Regions from separate parts of the Sus scrofa genome. Here region 2 is linked to region 1. A link is a contact called in public HiChIP or PLAC-seq data. All regions are on one chromosome and are shown on one strand. Each heading gives the region's core, a stretch centred on a gene start, on an enhancer-like site or on the middle of the called end of the contact. The rest is flanking DNA. Distances are from core to core; before and after follow the strand shown.

Evidence for each region. HiChIP or PLAC-seq counts read pairs in DNA pulled down with a chosen protein or histone mark.
Region 2: a contact with region 1 is called in an H3K27ac HiChIP or PLAC-seq map of skeletal muscle, with 7 times the contacts expected there. The contact joins two enhancer-like sites. A contact is called at or near these places in 2 of 47 Hi-C or Micro-C datasets (fetal skeletal muscle and omental adipose tissue) and 1 of 2 datasets of contacts at active chromatin or transcription factors (skeletal muscle).

The regions. Positions count from the first base shown.
Region 1 is chr14:137,690,992-137,698,127 of Sscrofa11.1, reverse strand. No RefSeq gene overlaps it. Among named protein-coding and RNA genes, the nearest start is that of MKI67, 400 kb to the right of the region's middle. Within about 2 kb of position 1,872, at least 13 of the 83 cell types and tissues checked have an H3K27ac peak or open chromatin away from gene starts, as enhancers often do. A contact at or near this core is called in fetal skeletal muscle and skeletal muscle, where this site is marked.
Region 2 is chr14:138,926,359-138,933,337 of Sscrofa11.1, reverse strand. It overlaps EBF3 (transcription factor COE3), which reads left to right. Exons shown (of 17, transcript XM_021073765.1): 5 at 2,647-2,720; 6 at 4,375-4,443. LOC110256834 (a long non-coding RNA gene) reads right to left here. Exons shown (of 2, transcript XR_002338850.1): 2 at 4,977-5,116. Among named protein-coding and RNA genes, the nearest start is that of EBF3, 5.7 kb to the left of the region's middle. Within about 2 kb of position 5,572, at least 6 of the 83 cell types and tissues checked have an H3K27ac peak or open chromatin away from gene starts, as enhancers often do. A contact at or near this core is called in fetal skeletal muscle and skeletal muscle, where this site is marked.

The DNA.
Region 1 (7,136 bases), core at 623-3,122:
CCTGCTGCCTCCTCGTCCTCCCAGGTATGGCCAAGGACCATTCTAGAAGCCATCATCTCACACCAACTACTGGTTGGTCTCTGTCATAGACCCGTGTTCCTCTCAGCCACAACAGCAGCAGGAAATCTCATTGCAGTGAAATGAGAGCTGCTGGCCTGATTTTCTGCCCACGGTCCAGTCCTCGCCTCCGCCTTCCCCGGCCTGACCGCATCCTCCTGCTCTGCAGGCCAGCGGCGCAGGGCAGGTCTGCGTTTTGCAGCTAGAGCTGGGAACGTGAGCGAACTGCCAGCAGCTGCAGGCTGCCTTTGATATGCTTCCAGCCAGGCCAGAGAAGGAAGTTCTGGGTTTTCACGAGAAGCCTAGTTTCATGTGCTGTGAAATTCAAGTCAAGAGTCGGACTTCCAAGGATTAGGTACAAGCCCTGTAGCAGCATCAAAGTCCTGGGCGTTTCGGAAACACCAGGTCGATCCTGAAATCCCGAGGCAGGCTTGCCCCCAAAACAGCTGCCTTCACCAGGCCTTTCCACGGAGTGACAGGCACCGGTTTTACTCTTTATTACAAAATATCGAGGCGAGAGGCCCCAAATCGCCCTCTTAGGAAGGCCTGGCTCGCCTCGCTGCCCAAGAAACAGCCTTTAAGTCCTCCCAAAATGCTCTCAATTATAAAAAAGACGTGGTAACCTTCTCTGCCATCGCCAAGTTACGCAACACACTTCACATAGCATAAGATTTTAATGGGAAACGAGGAAGGAGCCCTTGCAAAAACGTCCCGTAGCTGGGAGCCCCCACCCCGGGCACGTCCACAGCCTCTCCCTGGGCCCCTGCTTCCTCGGAGGCCTTTGAGGCCAGCCTCTCCCTGGGCCCGGCTGGCTGCTGTCACTTTCCCTTTGCTCTCACTGTCGCTAACGTTGCTTAATGACCTCGTTCTCTGGAACTTCCCATTTCTCCAGCCGAGAAGCAGGCCTGGTTCTCTGAGGCTGGAGTTGGGGGAATTCGCTCTCCGGCCGAGACCCCAGGGTCCTGGGGACACAGAGCCACGCGTGCTGTGATGGGACCGAATGTTCCGTACATTTTTTTTTTTTCTAAATGGATGTTCAATATTTTAAGTGGCACATCAGTTACTCTGGGGTACTTCTATCCAGTTCACTCCATCAGCTTCAATAAATGCCAAATTAAAAAGAAAGCAAAAAAAAAAAAAAAAAGCAGAAGGAACCAGCATGCTCTGCTCCGTGTATGTGTGTGTGTGTGTGTGAGCGTGTCTATGAGAGAGAGAGAGAATTCAAACTTTGAAAAACAAAAGGCGTTACCCCGGCAGAGGAACAGCAAGCACCATGATGACAAGGGTGGGAGCGCCGTCCCAGCAAATAGATATTTCACCGCGTCCAGCCGCTGGACGCCCCTGCAACAGGGCTTATCCTCAGCTCATGTCCCCCTCCCCACCCCCAGCTCAGCCTTCATATTTTCTGTGCCTTTTTCATGGACACAAGAACACCGCCGCCCCCCACCCCCCAGTCCCTAAAACCTGCTACTTCACAGAGTCCAGAGGAAGGGGCATTGGAGATGTGATGGTGACAGGGGCTGTGATGGGGTGAGTTCTGGGTGAGCTGGGTGAGCCCAGCATAACCACAAGGGTCCTTGGAAATGACAGAGGCCGGCGGTCAGAGTGAGAGATGTGAGGCCGGAAGGGACGTGCCCCGCCCCCCGCCCCCTCCTCCCTGGCCAGGGGATGCTGGTGGCTTCTAGGAGCTGAAAAAGGCGAGGGAAAGGATTCTCCCCAACAGCTTCTGGAAAGAACGCTCCCTGCCCACACCCTGGCTCTGGCTCCCTGAAACCGATAGCAAACGTCTGACCTTCAGAGCAGGAAGAGTAAATGCGAGGTGGCTGGAGCCACTGCGTTTGTGGTCATTGTTCCAGGAGGCAGAGGAATGTCCAGCCGCCTCCCCACGCGCTGCTCTCCAAAAACTACTCTCCGCCACTCGCTCACGTGAGTGCTGAGGTCACCAGAGCTCATGCAGGTCAGCCCAGGCCGGAACCCAGGGGTGGTGAGCCCCCAGCTCCAAAGAGGGCTTCCCAGGCCCCTGAGACCCCGCAGGGGACAACTTTATGTGAGAGCCGGGGGTCTACCCTGCCTTAAGCCAGTAGAAGGCATAAGAGAAAGTTCTAGAACCATGGCTGCCTTCAGGGTACGCCCCGTCTTGGCTTGGAGAAAGAAGACTTAGACATGTGCGTAAGAGACTGATTCGAGAGGGGATGCAGGGACAGGCCAGGGCCCACAGCAGGAGACTGGAGGGCGCTTGGCTCTGCTACAGGGCAGATGGCAGTGTCCACTGGGCAACTGGAGTCCCGCTCACCCCCTGTTGCTTCTGCCATCGGAACCCTGGCTGCAGCACCCATTTTCTTTCCATCCCGCAATGGTTTGGAAGTGGCACGGCCTGCGAGGAAAGCTCCAGGTGGGCAGACCTCAGGGCTGGACTGCCCAGGCTCCAGAAATAATTCATATCTTCCAGATTTTTCCAAAAGGGGGGGGGTCTCTGAGCAGGGTGGGCTTCCCCGCAGCCAGGACTACACAGGCCCTTGAAGAGCTGTCGGCCCATGCTTTCAGAGGACACCCCTTCCCCGCCAGGGGAGCAGCAGGGAGAGGCGCGTTCGTGGATTTCATCACCTGCAGGGCCCTCTCGCGGTTCCATGCGGTAGTGGGGTGCCTGTCGGTTGGGATCTGCACCCAGGAAGGACCAGCCAGACAGCTCTGTCCACCAGGCAGCACTTTCCACCTGCAAGCAGAAGGCAGAGCAGTGGCAAGGGTGAGAACAGACTCGGGTTGTTTCTGAGACCCAGGACACATACCGTGGCTCTGATGAGACAGTCTAAGCCTTCAACGACCACAGGTCTGTATTCCATTGCATCTTCTCTTTCCCCCCAAGCCTCGTCGTCACTGTTTCTTGCTGTCTGCCTCAACAATGCCTGCTCTTGCCATCGCTTTTCTCATGGATGCACCTCTAATTTCCAGCATCTCTGTTCTGCTGTAGTTCAGCCACCAGAGTAGAGGTTGCCTCCGGCTTAGGGACCTGCTGGGGAGTGCGGGCGGGGTGGCTTCCCGCATGGGCTCTTGGTGGCGTGGCATTCTGGTCAGGAGCCAGTAAACAAGACAGGATGGGAGAGGCAGAGGAAGCAGAAGGCCTCCAGGGGCGCTTAAGATACAGAGGGGTTTGATGATGGTTAAGGATCCAGCATTGTCACTGCTGCGGCACAGGTTCGATCCCTAGCCCAGGAGCTTTTGCATGCTGCTGGCACAGCCAAAAAAAGAAAAAAGAAAAAGAAATGAAATTCACCTGTTTTGCCTCCAATCTGTCCCAGGTCAGACTCAAAGTAAATTCACGACCACAGGAAGTTCCTATGCTCACGCCAAAAATGGGCAGGGGGTCAGGAAAGGACAGTCACGCCCAAACTGGGAAGGGGAGCCCCAAGTAACCCTTTAGATCTCCTGCCTCAGACACCTGCAGCTCAGGGTGGGGGGCGGGTGGGTGCAGGAAGGCCTCGCCCGCGAGCCTCTGCATGGAGCCAGCAGTGGGCCGCCCAGGAGAGCCACGCCGTGACCGCAGGCTGGCCCTTCGCCCTGGACGTGGTCACAGAGGTGGCAGCGCTGTCGGTCCTCCGCCAGCTCCGGCACTGCCGAGAGCAAGTCGTGCCAGAGGCGAGGCGGCGTAACGGGCCCGCTCTGCACACCGGGCACGAGGAGTGAACGTTTCCCACTCACCCTTTGACGTTTGCCAAACGGCCCCCACGGCGGCTGTCGGCACCAAGAATTATTTTATTACATTTTCAGATGTAACCGGGAAGTCTCGTTTGGAGCCACCGTTCAGATGTTAAAACAGCATAGACTGATTTTTTCCGTAACCAGGGAACAAATTGATCCTAGCGAACACAGCAAGAGGAAGGGCCTTCGGCACAGGCGGGGGGCAGGGAGGGTGGCCTGGCTCTCGGCTGAGGGCACAGGGGACGGGGCGGCCCCCGCTGTGGCCATGGCCCCCCTCCATTCCCACTCCCTACGTCCCAGCAAGTCTTCCCCCCACCTGGGCCTCTCTTTGCAGGATGAGGGTTGGTCTGGGGAGGCCTGTGGCTGTAGAAGCAGTGAGAAGGGGGCGCAGACAACAGCGGCCTCCCCCCTCGGTGCACCCGGCAAAGGCCTGGTTTCTATAGCGACAGCCAAATATTTGGATTTAAAGGCGGCCACATGCAGCCCTTGGAGAGGGTCTGGCCAATGCCTGGGATGTGTGGGGTCTGGTAAATCATGGTTCCCCTTCCTGGCTGGTTGTTTGAAAGAAGCCCCCCCCTCCTCAGAGCTCTGGGAGTTTGGTAGGAAAAGGCTGAGAGTGGGGCTGGAGGCTCCTCCACGCTTCAGTGTGCGTGTGTGTGTCTGCATGTACATGCATGTGCAAGGCCATGTGTGTGAACCTGCCAAGGTACACATGTGTACACGTGCTGTGAGTATACAAATGTGCACCCTGCATGCGCGTGTGAACTTGCCTGTGTGCACAGGTGCATGCCTGTGTGTTCGCACACGTGCATTCATGTGTTGGCATATGCACTACATCGGGGAGCGTCACCCAACACTGGCTCCTTCTGTGCCCTCAGACGGTCCTGGAGACCACAGCCATGTCCATGCCAGCCAAGCTCCTCCCCAGGGGACCCTCCATTCCGTTTCCAGCCCAGCCAGCGACCTTCAAATCACGGTGCTGTTAAGAAACCGACAGGCCACTGGCAAGTTCAGGTGCAAGGAAAGAAAAAGATTCTAGTGGGAGGCTCCCTCCCACCCGGACCAGCCCCTTAGAGGGCAGGTGATCCCATCAGGCTACCAGCACCTCTTTCCATGGGGCCACACTCGGGGCTCGGACACCATGAGAGCGGCCCAGCCCTCCATGGGGTCTGGCTGGGGGCCTGGTGTAGGTTCCCTGCAGGGAACTGGGTCAAGGGGGGCGTACCAGTCTCCATGTGGTTGGGAGGTGGAAGCTGGACATGTCCACTGCAGGTGCAGGCTAGAGGCATCAGCCTTCAAGGAGACCTGCAAGGACCCCCAGCATCCTGAGCAGGCTTGGTACCCCCACAGAGGTGGTGGGACCTTGGGCAGAAACTCGGGCCTTGCAGGCTATAGTTTGGACTTGACCCTACAGGCAGGCAAGGGGCCTGGCTCAGGTGGACCTGCGGGGTCTGGGGCGGGGCCTGAAGGCCACCTGTGCCCTAACTGTGCTGTTACTCTTGGGGACCACAGGTGAGGCTCTCACCTCCTCTGAGACAAGTTCCCCATGTGTGAGGTGGAGGGGAGACTCTTAGAGGGGTCAGGAGTATCTCTTGGATGAATCCATGAGAAACTTGGCACAGCGCCTCATGGCAGATGGCCTGCTGGGTCTGGCCTTGCTGCTGCCACCCCAGGCCAGGGGCCGTCCTTGGCCACAGTCAAGGGAGAATAGAAGGCAGCTCGATCCTGAGCCCACGCCCTGCTCAGTTCCTGGAAAGATCAGCTGGCAGAGGTGAGCCTCCAAAAAACCTTATTTGCAGACACGGGCGTGGGGAGAGCACGGCCGCACTGGGCAGCCATTCATTGTGTCCCTTCCTCTGTGAAGCTGGGGCGGCGGGGGGGGCTTAGAGACACGAGGGGAGCCCACATGTGGTTCTGCAGCCATGGGCTGTGGTCCTGGAGCCCAGCACTCCTGTGATTTGCACCAGGAGCCATCAGTCCTTCACTTCTTCTCTAGAAACACTTCCCACCCCTAAATCTATCTCACTCTTCCTCCAAATCCCAATCGCAAAGACAGGGTTCACGAGAAACTTGACACTTCTGGGGGCAGCCACGGAGCGAAGCGGGAAGAACTGTCACTGACAGCTGAGACCCCCCAGCGGGAGGGACCCCCAAAGGCAGGGGGATCCCAAGTGCCCGCCCAGCCCCCCACCCACCCACAGGGACTCCCAGCATCCTGAGCGGGCGAGAAACGGGCAAGACCCCAGCCGGGTGTTCCCTGGGAGGGGGAGAAGCCGGCCCCTCGTCTCTGCATCCCGAAGATACCCAGAAGGTAACCTTCACATAACCTCAGCGTGAAGCTCTGAGCAGGACGGGGCGGGAGAGGGAGAGTTACGCCCCCCGTGCCCACCAGCGCAGAGAAGGATCTGGAAGGCAGTTAACAAACCCCACAGCCCTGAGGACATTGTCTTACCCAAGAGCTCCGCACAGAACGGAGTTTACGTCTCACCTCCTCCAAACCCAGGAGAGCAGGAAACTTGCCAGCCGGGTCCTAACGGGGAAGAGGAAGAAAGAGATGAACCCGTAATTACCAGCAGGCCTCGCGCACCCCGCATTTTGCTAAACTCGCAGTCGGCTAGGAGAATCAAAAGAGTCGCCTAAGGTAAAAATCTACATTTGAGGTATGAATGTATCTGACAAAAATCAAACGGCAGATTAGAGCGGACAATTTAGTCGTGCGAGAGCTTATGGGTTCAAGGGATGTTTTCTTTCTGGGGAAGAATGACCGCTAAGCGGCCAAGCGGAGGGGACATGAGGGGAAACGTGGCCGGTGGCCTTGGCGCCTTCTGGGAAGGTGGGTCTCGGTCGCAGAGCAGGAAACGAGGGCGTCTTTCCAATTGGATCCGAGTCCCGGGCCGCCTTCACCCACCGCACACGTCTCAATGAGAATCATCTAGATTCCAGGCTTGTCACGACGGCCTGAAAGCCTGACATAAATTATCCAAATACCTTTGAACACTGGTCCATTAGACGCTTCAAAGAGAATATGCGATGCCGCAGAAGAGCGGGAAATTACCTCAGACCAAGCCGGGTGGAGCGCGGGCTAGGTCCTCGCCCCGCGCCCCACTAGACGTAGCGCACTTAATCATGAAATGGTGCACTTAGTGAGAGGCAGGGCCTGTCCACACAGATGAGAGGAAGGGGTGTTTTGTGAACATGAGACAGAGATGCAGCCGCGAACCTCCCACCGCGTCGTCTGGGAATCCGCGTACATCCCTCAGCAGAGGGGGAGTGTTCTCTCCTCCGGATCCGACTCCGTTTCCAGCTGTGTGAATGGAGTGGCGGGGGAGCCACCTGGAGGCGGGCTGCCCTCACCTGCCGCCAGGCAATTTACATGAAACTGA
Region 2 (6,979 bases), core at 4,323-6,822, 1.2 Mb before region 1:
AAGTTAAATGTGTTGGGGTGAAAAGTCACCTTGTCCTCCTCCAGCCCATCTTCACCTCTCAGCCCCCCATCTCCATAATTCAAACTCCGAGCTCCAGGGGTCACCCGTCCATTGCTCTGGGGGTAGCTGCTGGTCCCTCTCCGCCCTCTGTCATACCTTGTAAATAACATAATTACAAGCAGTTCCTTATTAAATTATTTAACCTGTCTTGGTCAACTTTTCCGATGATAATATTGGCTATCAGTTGTGTGATTAAGTGCAGAAGAGTGCTTCATTGCTTTTGACATTGTACAGTCTCTGGCTGGTTTTGTGTGGGATGGTGCGTTGTTGTTAAGTTGTTTTAAGGATTTTTTTTTTCCCATTTTCTTTCAATAGTGTTGGAGGAGGGGCAAATCCAAAGCGAATTCAATCCACTCTGCCCCGATTGATTACAATATACTTGCAAACGGAGCTTCATGCTCAGAAATGAAAGTAGTGTCTTCAGTTCTGATGCTAACTCTAAGAATCGTGAACCGAGTAAAAAAGTCTCTCGTGCTTCTCGCAGCCCAGCAGTGCACACTGCCCACTCTCTGCACGGCAATGAGTTTTCGGATTTTACTTAGCTTGTAAAAAGTTTGTCCTTAACCTAGGCAACAAGCGTGTTAGATTTTAATGTCTGCATTGGGAAAAAACAGTGTGGTTTTCTCTCAGAGTAAAACAGATCTGACAGGTAAACTACCGTCTTTCTGACAAAGACAGAGGCAGTGTGCCCTTCGGTAATTATTTCATTCGGATTCAGGGAAGCCTCTGGAACTTGGGCTGCACGTTGACAGGGTGCTTTTATTTCCTTTGTATGTAAGAGTGAAATGTTTTCGGAAATGGCCATAGACTGAGGAAGAGGCTGATGTAGGTGGCACAGAGTTTCTGCAGAGAGGAGGAGGCTTCGCTTTAAGTGCACTTTTATTGTTCATTTATCCCTGCACCTTTGCTGTATAAACAGGGCTGAAAATAAAGGCATTTAATCTCCTCTCACTGACGGGGATTGAGGGGGAAAAAAAAAGGAAAGAAATAGCCCAGTAACTGATCAAAGAGTCAATGGCGCTGAACCGACAGTTTATGGATTTCTGTTTGTGCTACAAAATAAAAAATAAATCAAATATAAATACGGGGATCCATCCGAGGGACAAGCCGCGTTCTCAGAAGTGCTGGTGCGCGCCGCGGCCACGCGCCCTGAGCCCCAGGCGGCCCGTTGGCCTGTGGTGACACCCATCACTTCTGTGGTTCCGAGCGGATCCGGAGGGAGGCAGTGGGACAGGGGCTGGAGGGAACCCTTCCCTCTTCCCAGAGGGCAGCCCCGGGCTTTCCCGAGAAAGGGCTTTGTCCGCCTGGAAGTGGAGGAAAGTGTCAGCAGTGCCCGAGGAGGTTGGAAGTAATTTCCAGATAATTTGCGGGGGTGGGGGGGGGGAGCCGGAGAAAGGACTCCCCTCCCCCTTCTGCGGAATTTTCTGTGGGGGAACTTGCAGCTCCCGGCGCCCGCCCCCTGCCCATCCCCCAGTGGCTTTTTTCCTTTTTTCTCTTTCTTTCTTCTTCTTTTTTTTTTTCTTTTCTTTTCTTTTTTTTTGCAAGGCCGCAGTGGGGCAGGCGCGGGCGGCCCCTGGCCCGGGTTCCCGGCGGCGGAGCCGGGCTGAGCGCGGCCGTGAGCGCACCTAGGGCTTCGCACCATCTGGCGGAGCCTCTGCTCAAAACCCACCAGAGCGTGTGCGCAGACACTGCCTTTTTACCCGAGAAAAATCATTGTTAGCAGTTTCAAAATAAACACCAGATTGGCCATTAGCACTTTCTTTCCAAATATCATCCGGCGAGGAGCACGTGGCCGCGCGGGCCCGGGCTCCCCGGGGCCCCCCGCACGCCTGCGGGGCGCCCACCAGGCCCGGCCCCGCGCGGCCACGTGCGGCTGCGGTGCCCGGGCCTCAGGGCTGCCCGCCGCGTGCGGAGCCGGGTCGCGGCCGAGCGCTCCGGGCGGCGGCGGGGCCTGGGCGGGCGGCCCACGCGGGCGCCGGGACTTGGAACGCGGGGAGCGGCCGGGCGCCCGACTTGCCCGAGCCTGGCGAGAGCGCAGGGCAGGGAGGGCGCCGCCCTGGACACCAGGCAAACCGCTGCCCGCGCGGCTCCCGCCGCTTCAGGCTTAGCTCGTTCTGGTCGGCCTCGCCTAATGCGCTGATTGGGATCCGGTGTAGACAATGGCCCGAGGACGCGGCCCGGCGGCGGCGGCGGCGGCAGCAGCAGCAGCAGCAGCGGCGGCGGCGGCGGCGGCGGCGCGGGCAGGCGGGAGGACCCGGAGCTGGGGAGCTGGGGCACTGGGGTCGATGCCAGCGCCCCCTCACTCCCTGCGCCCGGGCCTTGGCCTCTCTCCCCGGCCCTCGCCCTGGCCCGAGCGCGGCCGTTGTCCTCCCAAGCAGAAGGCCCCGCGCAGGCCCGGCGGGCGCCCAGGAGGGTAGGCCGCCTCGGCCTAGCCAGGCTCCGGCTGACCCCGCTGGGAGGGTGGCCTGGGACGCCTCCCCTCGCCCGCCGCGCACCTGCAGCCCGCAAGGCCTGCAGCGCCCGGGGCGACCCGGCGCCAAAGCCGCGGGCACCGCGTAACCCCGCCTCTGCTTGTCCCCCGCGCAGGCCATCGTCTACGAGGGCCAGGACAAGAACCCGGAGATGTGCCGCGTGCTGCTGACCCACGAGATCATGTGCAGGTGAGCGGCGGGCGGCGGGCGGCGGGGGCGCGGGCGGCCTCGGCGCCAGCTGCGTCTACAAAGGACGCCGCGTCCAGGCGCCGCCACCCCGCCCAACTTCGGGAAAGGCATCGATTGAAATGTAATCGGCCCGCGGCCGCAGGCCGGTCACGGAGGAGCCGGGTCTCATCCCGCCCCCCCCCCGCCCCTTACACACACCGCCCCCCTCCCGCCCCGGTGATCAACGCGACCGGCTGCTCAGCAGAGCGGATTAATATGTTGGCCGTGTCGCTGCTGTGTAGTCAAAAATGAAAACAGGTCCTGGGTGATGCATCTGTCCGCGATGCCGGAGGAGTCAGAGATCAGTCGGAATCATTTTACTAGTTCCCTCCCAAGCGCTCGCATCCTGAGATATACAATTGTCTGATATTGATAAAAAGGAAACTCTTTTGTACTTATTATAGAGCTGGAGTATGTGAGAATTGGATTGTGATTCTGTCAGTTAACCTCTTCCCCAGAGCAGCGATGCATCGTTCATATTGTTGTTAGGTAGCGTGCACGTATCTTGAGATCTCTGTCAGAAGAGCAATTTCCCACCTGTTTTTTTTTCCTAACTACCACAAGAGTTTCACCCCTACATGGCAAATAAAAATGCATCATTGACTTTGTATGTGCGGCATGTGAAATATAGTTGCAAGGGATAATAAGGACCTGCTTTGCAGGCTTGCAGGCTACAGTAGCAGGCCGCGGACTCTGAGGGGCATACTCTGCCTGGCTACGGTGCCTGTTGCCTAAATGCCATTTCTGAGCAGACATATTGTTACAGCACTAATATACAAAAGCTGACTTTTTCTCATATCAGGTAATAAATATAAATTACAACCAATAAAGTGGAATTTCTTTATTATCCACTTCTGCATGTACTGCAATTAACATAGAAAGCGCACAGATGTGATTTAAGCTCTAAGTGGAAGACTGTAGACTTTCTTTAATCACTTTAGCTGTCAGCTTTAAAAGGCTTTATATACTTTGCCTACCATATGGTGTTAATTTAGCTAATTTAGACATGTAACCATTATACAAGTATGCTTTTTTAAAATGCAAGAAGCATAACATTTTTGTTTCATTTCTGCTTTAATTAAAGTTTCAATAACGGAGTTAAGGTAGGCTTAAAGAAGGAACAATAGAAGTTTCTGATAGATTGATGCATGCTTTTGTGGTTATAATTAATAAATGCCCCAAAGAAATATTGGTTGAAGGTGGCATCTTGCATCTTTTCCAGAAATAACAGCTTGACAATTAGAGGTAAACAAAAGCTGAAGCTGTGAAAAGTTATTCCCAAGCCTCCTGCTTCCCCTTCTCCTCAGTTCATTGCAAAGACAAACACCGGCAACGTTTTCCATATTTTAGCATCACAATTTCAGTAGTAGCTCCGTCACCCTCCTAGCCTCCAGTGCTAAGCCCAACTTTGCTCCTTCTGGTAGAAAGTTACATCACGAGTTGAGCGGCAGAGCACGTGAATGCACTGGGTTTAAACGTGCCACGCTGCCTTGGTAGGATAACTTATTTTCTTGACTCCAACCGCTTTACTGTCAGACTTCAAAAAAAAAAAATGCAAGTCGAACATAAGAGGATGAAATGTGTATTAAAACCACTGTTTACCATTATTCCACAGCCGGTGCTGTGACAAGAAGAGTTGTGGCAATAGAAATGAAACACCCTCAGACCCTGTGATCATTGACAGGTAAGGATGACTTCTTTATTTTTCAAAACAAAACCGCAGCAGCAACAAAACCCGTCGCCTGGCTTGGGTTCCGGTTGCTCCCTGTTTGTGAGTCTGGTGTTGAGCTCATCTCGTGCGTGGCACCATTTGTTGTCCGCGTGTGTTATCGTGCACAGGTGGGTTGACTTGGAAACCTGGTGCCTCGCTCTGTGGGGATTCAGTAATTGCTTGCGAGTTGTCAAGGGAAGCAGTTTCATCTGCCACTGCTCTCACTGTGAGGAGCGCTTTATGCCTAGAGAGTTTCTGGCTTTAAACCCAGAGATATGTCATAAAGTGCTTTTTGCTAATTTGTTAACAAGTATTTCATTTTTGCATTATTTTTCTCTCGGATGATAGCTGAAGTTGAGTCTTGGGTGGTGTTCCGGTCCTAATTGTTGCCCAGTGTTAGAATGAATTGAATCTGCTCTCAATTAGTTGCAAAATGTCTCCTAATTTTTTTCCAATTGTGGCTGTCGTTTTATGTCAAGTAGCAAATATGTAACTAACAAACCAAAGTTGTTATAATTGAAACTAATTACACATGCTGGTTACATTTTCCAACATTAATTTCCATAACTAGATTAGCTGTATGCATTCTTTACATTTGCTGCTCTTCATCTTGCTGCTTATCATCTTCCTTGGGCAACGTTGCATCCTTTAAAGATACTAATCATTAGTCCTAATAGTGCTAATATGCACTTGGCATTGCTTTCCTAGCAACAACAAAAACACCCCCACCCTCCTCTCCCAGCCCTCACCCAAATCACCCAAATCGCTGGGGTTTCCGTGACCTGGGGGAGAGGAAGATTTCCTCCGTCCTAACAGTGGGTAACAGCAAAAGGCCTAGTGTGTGATTGACTGCAGATTTTGAAATTGGTACCCAAGCCGAATAAATGCTAGATGTGTACATATGACACCAGTTTTGTGAAGCAGAGGTTCAGACTGTTTTGAAGAGGGGTTGAATTTCAGCAGCTTTCATTACAAAGTTATCTTTTGATCATGAACTTTGCTGTCCAGTGTCTGAAAAATTAAACCCGGAAAACTCTATGAGTTAAGCCTAAAGAAATATGTGCCACCAGTGGAGAGCAATGCTAATGTTTAACTAGCTGGAATAGCTGTTTGCTTAGTGGAGAATGTTCGGTATCTGACAGAAGGGACAGCTCTCTTATTAGTAATCAAATAGGGTTGACCAGTTGTGGCCGTCACTCAGGCAATTGAGAACAAGTTCAACACTTTATAGGACTTGAACTACAAAAATCAATATAATTATATTTGCCTTTAGTGTTGTGGCTATGGAAAGTATATGGCCTTGGATTGTTGTCTTGCAACTGAATTTATTATTATTATTATTTTTTTCTGATTGGCTGAAAGTGTTTGAGCCGCTCCTGGAATCTTGTCTGGGTGTAGGATGGTTGAAAAGGCCTTGCGGGTGTGCTCCTAGCGTGGGGTTGTAAAGTGTTTCCTCTTTGGGATTGTCTTCCACTTGTGCTCCTTATGCATTTAAAAAGATGACGTGTTTTTGAGTCGTGAGGTTTTTAGCCTGGCACAGCGATGAAGGAGCCCCGTGGACTCGGCTAACATTTTGGATGCGCCCTTCCCTTCCAGATCGCTTTTGGTTTGGGTAGCATTCAATCATGTACTGACTGTCTTGGTACTGAAGAACTTTCAATACTAATTTTTATCACACAATGGGAAACGTCTTCCTTAGATATGCAGAAATGTATCCGGCTTGTCCGAGTGAACATGCTCTTCTATTTGGTTAATTAAAATATGTGCTAAGATTACTGACGCCTCGCTAACCTAAGAGAAGGGGGTGATCATTTGATATTCTAGAAGCATGAGAGGAGGCGAAAAATGTGAAAACATTTGGTTAATGGGTTTACCAAGTTTATTTGAATAAGGAGGATTGCAGCTCCATTTACGCCAGGCATAAATGCTTTGGAGGTCTTAATTATTGATGAAAAACCTGTTCTGCTTCTAAATTCAAAGATATGACAATTTGATAGGAATTTTAATCACCTTCCATGTTAGGGATTTTAAGGTAAGGATGGTTTTATGTAATGACAAATAGCAGGTACATTTTTAGCATTCTGAAGCGAGCTGTCACTTATCATGACAAATACTATTTGCATGTTGTTGCTTGATGTAAATCCTTGTGAAATGATTGCGGTATTGGCGCAGTCTCCAGTTTAAGGTGCACTTCTAGGGGGAGAAAATGAAGAGCTTGGTGTTCACTAGGGCCAGTTGTGTTAATCAGAGAAAGGAGAAGGCCCAGAGGAGGGCCTCTCTTCCGAGAAAAGCAGCCCTTCGCCACCGAGATGTGTTTCCATTTCATAATGACAATCATCTCTGTGGTGTGTGTGTGTGTGTTGCCTCCTAAAATTAGTTGCCTATGTGGGTTTCAAGCCCGTGTTTCCTCCTGAGTATTGCAGAATAAAATATCCCATCAGATTGGTGAGTCAGTCTACAGGTCCCCATCAGCAATGTCATCACTTGGTTAGTTGGCTTAAAAAAGAAT